2 separate regions of the Xenopus laevis genome follow, and region 1 is linked to region 2. A link is a contact called in public Hi-C data. All regions are on one chromosome and are shown on one strand. Each heading gives the region's core, a stretch centred on a gene start, on an enhancer-like site or on the middle of the called end of the contact. The rest is flanking DNA. Distances are from core to core; before and after follow the strand shown.

Region 1 (3,868 bases), core at 1,087-3,586, 58 kb before region 2:
TCAGTGGGAAGCTTTGTGTATAAATGTATATAGGAGCATTAAAAATATGTACCTGGCTGCAGGTACAAAAATGTGTTTCACACTTGGATTTGCTGATGTTCAATCTGTAGTTAATTTATTAATTAATAATGACTCCTTAGAAGTCATGAACTGCAGAATATGTTTTTTTACTATACACAGACACAGGCAGTATCACCACTATGGGATTTTGCCAAACAAATGTCACAGTTTCATCTTTGAAGTATTAGTCCATTATGACAAATAGCCAAACTTTTGGTCCCCTTTGGGAATATTTTCAGGTTAAATGCAGGATATGCGTTTGCTTAATATAAATATAGTTGCAGTAGCAATAATAACAATAGGCCTTTAAAATGACAGAGCAAACATTAAAAACAACAGAAAGGTATTGTTGCTGGAAAGGAATGTGCAATACACAAATGCAACCACCAGGTGTCGGGATATGTTAACAATTCATACTACTTGTACATAACAGGGCAATACTTTGGATAGTATTTACTCTGGAATTTTGCCTTCTGTATATACCACATTATTTGATGCTTGTGTTACTCTGCTTTTATAGCTTTCCCCTGTGAGTGCATAAACTCAATTACTAGTCACAGGTTGTTGAACTTACACAGTTACCACATTTAAAAACACCAGGTTTAGGTGATGAGTATGTGTTTTGTATATTTAGTTTTGGATCTTTGCATTAATTTCTTGATACTGCTCATGACATTCGAGTCTTTTTTTTTGTTTTGGAGGCTTTTTGGGTATGTATTTCGTCTTTCCAAGTACTCATCTGTGGCCATGATTGACTAGTGGTGCAAAACTTATTTTAGTTGAAAGAAATGGGAATTTATACTATAAAACAATTTTATTTTGTGGAATTCAAAGCATCTAGCAGTGCAGGCTTCAGTAGCACACTAGGTGGCTTGTTCAGGAGTTACCTAGCTAGGGTGTTTGGCCTGAAACCAATTGTCAGGAACTCTTCTTTAGAGATAGGCAGGTTAAAAAAATGTTCGACCCTCACCAACCACCAACCATTAACCGACCAGGATCAATGCAATGATTTACATACTTGTAGGCAAGGGCGAATTTTATCGCCTTGTTTCGCAGGAAAAATGACGCCCATAGACCTGTATGGCGTCGTGCGTCAAAAAAAAACGGTGTCAGAAATTTTTTTTTGCCTGCCGGCGAATTTTTGCCTAAACATAAAGGGGGCTGACAACACACTGCTTTGGGAATCCATTGGACAAGCCTGTCCGATCCGAGTGTTTTGTGCAGACCCAAACCTCACTACTGTTGTATGTAAAAGATTGTATTCCTTTCAGTAGATCCTTCTCCTTTACCCTTAAAGGAACAGTAACATAAACAAACTAAAGTGTTTTAAAGTAATGAAAATATAATGTAGTGCTGCCCTACACTGGTAAAACTGGTCGGTTTGCTTCAGAAACACTACTATAGTTCATATAAACAAGCTGCTGTGTAGCAATGTCGCAAATTGAAAAAAGGCTATAAAGCACAGGTAAAATAGTGGATAACAGATAACATTATGTTCTACAGAGCTTTAGGCAAAGGATCCCCCCCCATCCCCTTAGAATTAAAGACACAGAGACATTTATGGTGGTAAAATCTGTGGAGGGCACAGCTTTATTTAACCATTTAGCAAAAAAGGACTAGGTACACCCTGACCCCAGCTACGGCTCAAACGTGGGCTCACTGCCCATACTATATAACCGGGGAGCAGCGATCATGGGGCAAAACGCCCTCCATAACCGAACTGTAGCCCATCCTCTACTCCCAACATTGTGCGCAAATGGTCCTAAACTGGCTTCTTGCATGACTGTGCAGTCAAAGTCTGATACACACCAGTGACTCAACAAGGGTAGGCCTGCACTGTGACCATCTTTTTGCTCATGGAGCCACACTGATGCCATCTCACATCAACAACCCAAGAGCTGCAGCTGTACCAGGTAAGTACTGTTGGCCAACACAGATAATGGTACCCCAGAGGAATGCAAAAACTCTAGTGCATTGAAGCCAATTAGCACTATGAGGAAAATTCCTTCCTGACCCCTTCATAGTGATTGGTCATGAAATACCCTGTAGCACCTTCATTTGGATCCTTCTTCACCTAGGGAGGGAGAGTGGGAAACAAAAAACAACAGTAAGTCTGTCTGCAAAACTACCAACCTTGCCTTAATAACCCAGCTCCAGCAACCAACCCCCTGGCTCTGCCCCCAGTCCCGCCCCTCTTTTTCCCACCACTGGGCAGCCACTCTATTGTTCTAGCCTGGGGGGCTGGGGGCAGCCAGGTACTATGACAGACCTGGGGGGAAGGGAGGGGGCCCTGCCTAATCTCATCTCAGCCCCAGACAGGCTTCATTCCCACATCTGCTGTGTAACCTGGGCCTTTTCTCTTTTGATTAGCAGAAAACATGTTAAAGGAGACGGAAAGCTACGGAGGCATTTTATTTCCAGTAGATTAGCTGCAACAGTGCAAGTTAGAATGCTATTTATTCTGTAGAATGTTTTACCACACCTGAGTAAAAAGCTCTAGAAGCTCTCTGTCTGTTTAGGAAAGCAGCTGCCATATTAGCTTGGTGTGACATCACTTCCTGCCTGAGTCTCTCCCTGCTGACTTTTAGCTGTGGGTTCAGATTATAGCAGAGAAGGGGGGGATAGGAGCAATCCGAGCATGCTTGAGCCCGTGCCCTGGAGGTTTAAGTTGAAAACAAGAAGTCTGATGCCAAAGCCCATGTGTGCACAATAGAAGGAAAGAAATGTGGTGTTTCTTTTGACAGAGGACTCAGAGCAGCACTACTTTGAAGGTTTACAGGTATATTTAGGTGGACCTTTCTGATAAGGCTTACTTAGTTTTAACCTTTCCTTCTCCTTTAAAGAATAAGTAAACTTTTTATGTTTAAATCATTTAAACAGCTCCCAATATACCTTTATCTTTGAGTCTGGTGTTTTTTCTAAGATAGAAGCTAAAACTTTTTAGTGTCAATGACTTGCAGAAAACCTGTGATGTCTTTCCTAAACACAGTTTTGTAGCAAAAAAAAAACATTGAGTGTTGCTTTGCATCATTGAGCTTTTGACTGGTAGGGTAATGCCATGCATGTTTTTGTTTGTTATGCTGTCAGTTCTCCAGGAGTCTCTTCAGTGCTACTGTAAGGCATATTGTGTTAAGGTACAAGAAAATCCCCCTGAACAATAGCTCTAACATTAGTAGGTCTAATGACCCTCTTCCAAATAGCTAGTATTTTTTATTTTTGCAGATGATCATCATTTTTGTGAAATATATTAAAAAAAAATCTGCTAATAGAATTAAGATGTCGCCAAAGTATTTTACACATGCATGCTCATGATGGACAGAAGTGACACTAGTACTCGAAATAAGCATGGTACAGCTGCAAGGCAAAGTGAGCACATTAGGAAACACCAGTAAGAATGTTTTTTTTTAATAGAGTCCTATCTGCTTTAGAAATATTAAAGGAATTCTGTCATGATTTTGATGGTTTACTTTTTATTTCTAAATTACATTGTTTACATTGCAAAATAATCCACTCTACTATTTAAAATTTTATTCTTGAACCAACAAATGTATTTTTTTTTAGCTGTGATATTGGTGTGGAGGCAGCCATCTCAGTGCATTGTGCCTGATTCTTTGAGCTTTGAGAAGGAGCCAGCACTTCAGGATGGAACTGCTTTGAAACAGCTATTGTTTCTCCCCTTCGCAATGTATTATACCACAACATGGGTTGTGCTTAGGGATGGGCCAATTTTTTTGCCTTGTTTCGCAGCAGAAATTATGTCCATAGACTTGTATGGCGTTGTGTGACAAAAAAAAAAAGACATGCATCA
Region 2 (4,002 bases), core at 1,092-3,591:
AAATAAATCAAAATGTAGAAACATAGATTCTCATTTAACAGCCATCGCTGTAACCAAGAATTTTAATTTGGAGTATTATGGACTTGTCTTGTATATACAGACTAGTCTATATACATACAGTACACATACATACATTTATAGGTTTGGATTTTTTGTACTCGTAAACAGGGATGCACCGAATCCACTATTTTGAATTCGGCCAAACCCCCAAAATCCTTTGCGAAAGATTCAGCAGAATACCGAACCGAATCCGAACCCTAATTTGCATATGCAAATTAGGGGTGGGAAGGGGAAAACATTTTTTACTTCCTTCTTTTGTGACAAAAAGTCACGCAATTTCCCTCCCCACCCCTAATTTGCATATGCAAATTAGGATTCGGATTCGGTTCGGCCAGGCAGAACGATTCGGCCAAATCCTGCAGAAAAAGGCAGAATCCTGGCCGAATTCCGAACCGAATCCTGGATGCATCCCTACTCGTAACTGAAATCTGGATTTAAGATGTTGATATTGTTTTTAAATGCATGAGGTCATTTATTACCCTGGGAAAATTGAAATGAACCCCTCTCTTAAATAAGAAACAAGAAGAAACAAAAAGTGCAAGAGACCCTGCAGTGCTATAAGTTGCCATTCATTTGTTGTACATGTGTTTACAATGAAAAAAATGCATGGACATATGTATAAATATCTCTCTAGCAATATATATTCATTAGATCCATGTACCACACTCAGTAGCAACATTTTCTTGATAGTCAAGAAAGTGTTAATGAATTGACACATTTATCAAATTAATTGCAACATGGAGCTCTAACACCCCTTCCAATCTTTAATCCTTGAACCACGTTCAAAGGTAAAAAGAGTTGGGGAGCAACACAAGCATGAAAAGAGTCCATGGGGATGCTAAATTAGGGATCGTTTTTATGCAACTAAAGCTTGCCTTCAAGCCAGGAATTCAAAAATAAGCACCTGCTTTGAGACTAACATCCAAGGGGTTGGTGAGTAACATGTTGCTCACGAGCCACTGGTTGGGGATCACTAGTATTATGAAATATTTTGGCTTTACTTACTACTTGGTAACTGTGATGCAGTAGAATATTGGACCAGAAATGTGCTACTGTGGATCTGACTGCTGAATAAAAGGTCCAACTCATGGAATGAAACTGTATTCATCGCTATAATTACACACACACACACTGCTCTCAGCTGCCCATGAGTGTTGCACAGCACTGCTCTTAAAGTAGATAAGAGAAGATTCAAGTGACTTACTTTATTCTCCACGCCTCCCCTGCTCAGGCGAGCCAGAGGTCTGCTAGGAGGCCTGCTAGGGATCCCACCTAGGCATGGCTGCATGTTCTCTTCCTCTTCTGCATCCTTGGCCTCTTCCACCGAAGGCAACATTGAGCCAATATCCTTGGTAAACCTCTTGCCCAGCAACATGTTAAAGTATCCGCAGTAAGATATTCTACGGTTTAGCAATCTTCATTGAATATATAAGATCTACAAATGCCAGCTCTATGTTTAAACTGTGGAAAGGCTAGGACAGCACTATAAAGAACTGAATCAAAGCAAAGCAAAACATTGAGTCTCTATACGGATTAGTTATGTGCATGCAACCGAGCCTGCTAAGCATGTTATGTGAATGGCATTGCAAGATGCCAGTGAACAGTCTCTTCTGATGTATTCAACCAATCATTTGGCAGATGGGCTGGGCAGCTAAGCAAGCGAGTTAGGTAAAATGCCTAGCTTGTTGTATGGTAGTCATAGAGATGATGTGTAAAGCTCAGCTTGTCATTCTTGTTTCAGTGATTCAGTAGCAAAACATTCCACTAACACTGCTGGGCAACCATTACTGTACAGCTATTAAACAGTGGCTGCTCTGGCTCATGTCTGTTATACTCGAAAACTATCACATGTAAATATGTAGCTGAAGGAATATTTGTAGGGTCTGAAAAGTGCCTTTTTTTCCATTACATTTCTCAATGTGTTCCCACTGCTAAAATGTCTCTTTTTTGAACTGCATGAAGCAACTAAAATACAGATATCAGGAAACCCAATTTCCAGAAAGTTCCAAATTACAGAAAAGAGAAGCCATCCCCAAAGAGTGCATTTAAAATTTTTAAAATGATTTTCTTTTTCACTGCCATAATTAAAAAGTGTTTTGTACTTGAGAGTAATGTATATATGCACAAATTGGTGGCAAAACAATCCTATTGGGTCCATAATGCAAATTCCATAAAAAAACCCTTTTGGGGAAAACCAAACGTCTCGAGCATTTTTGATAATAGATCACATACCTGTAATAAAAGTCTGTAAGAAATGAACAATGGTTTTCTTTATTTGCAGTTTGAACTGATGAATTATGTGTGTATATGTATAATGTTCAAAGGTTTGCTTTTTTTAATATACAGAAACTTTAACTTTATAAAAAGGGGTGGTTCAAGTTAACTTCTAGTATGTTATAGAATGGACAACTCTAAGAAACTTTTCAATTAGTCTTTATTATTTTATTATTTTATGTTTTTTCTATTATTTGCCTTTTTCATCAGACTTTTTTCAGCTTCCAAATGGGGGGTCACTGACCCCATTTAAGAAATTAATTCTCTGTAAGGCTACACATATAGGGGGTTATTTATTAAATTCCGAATACTAAAAACTCAACAAATTTGAATTCTTTTACAAAAAAATCCAAATTTTTAGTGGGAAAAAAACTAGAATTTTTCGAGATTTACTATACCCCAAGGCTGCAAAAAGTCAGAATCTGAAAATCCGCCATATCAAACCTGCTGAGGTTGCATATAAGTCACTGGGAGAGTTCCCTATTCTATTTGGAAGTTTCTATTTCAGGCAGAAATTACAAAAATTCTGGCTTTTCGGGAAAAATCCCAAAAAACTAGCGTTTTTGGGAAAAAAAAATAAAAAAAATCATATGATTCGGTTTTCACTCGGTTTCATTGAATTTTTCCCCAATCTGGATCATGCTTTTTTAATAATAAATAAGGTCAAATCATGGATTGGTTGGACTTTTTTATTTTAAAAAATCAGATGAATTCGGATTTTGATAAATAACCCCATAATGTTATTGCTGTCTTTTATTACTCATCTTTCTATTCAGGCCCTCTCCTATTCATATTCCAGTCTCTTATTCAAATCACTGCATTGTTACTAGGGTAATTTGACCACTAGCAACCAGATTGGTGAAATTGCAAGTTGGAGAGCTGCTGAATAAAAAGCTAAATAACTCAAAAAACACAAATAATAAAATTATTTAAACCAATTTTCTCACTCTCTACAGCATGCTAATGCAAGTTTAATTTAATGCCAAACAAACTCTTTAAAAATGCAGATGCAAAGATGGCGCTACAGTTATATTTTTGCCATCGTAGACATTTTATTTTGGTACAAGTCTTGCATTTATGGAACATACATGGTGCACCAGCAGCACTTATGAACAAAAGACAAGGCTAGTAAACCTTGATTGATGTTCAGCATGTTGAATACTTAATTATTTGTTAGTACAGGTATGGGACCTGTTATCCAGAATGCTCAGGGCTAGGGGTTTTCCAGATAATAGATCTTTCCATAATTTGGATCTTCATACCTTTAGTCTACTAGAAAATCATGTAAACATTAATTAACCCTGAACAAACTGGTTTTTCTTCCAAGAAGGATCAATTATATCTTAGTTGGGATCAAGTACAAGATACTGTTTTATTATTACAGTGAAAAATGGGTTTACGGATAATGGATCCCATATTTGTATATGTTCCTCCTAACTAATTTATTATGCGTTGTTTGTGTATACATATGTCTGTGAATAAATAAGTACTTTTTTGGCGTCTGCATATCCAAACCCATTATCCAAAAAGCTCCAAATGACATGGTTTATTCTGCATAAAGTTTATTTTAAGCACATTTTTTAGATGATTCCTCTTTTCTCTGTAATAACAAAAAGTAACTTTCAAAAAGCTGTATAACTCCATATTGGTCATCCAGCAATATTAAAG

What was found. A called contact is a pair of places that touch in the nucleus more often than the background predicts.
Region 1: a contact with region 2 is called in a Hi-C map of animal cap, with 3 times the contacts expected there. The contact joins the enhancer-like site here to the promoter of lrrc74b.L in region 2. A contact is called at or near these places in 3 of 4 Hi-C or Micro-C datasets (the XL177 cell line, the XTC cell line and animal cap).

Annotation. Positions count from the first base shown.
Region 1 is chr1L:163,037,154-163,041,021 of Xenopus_laevis_v10.1, reverse strand. No RefSeq gene overlaps it. Among protein-coding and RNA genes, the nearest start is that of slc7a4.L, 12 kb to the right of the region's middle. Within about 2 kb of position 2,336, at least 3 of the 7 cell types and tissues checked have an H3K27ac peak or open chromatin away from gene starts, as enhancers often do. A contact at or near this core is called in animal cap, where this site is marked.
Region 2 is chr1L:162,979,401-162,983,402 of Xenopus_laevis_v10.1, reverse strand. lrrc74b.L (leucine-rich repeat-containing protein 74B) reads right to left here and starts at 2,341. Exons shown (of 13, transcript XM_018261397.2): 1 at 1,265-2,341. The coding sequence starts at 1,435.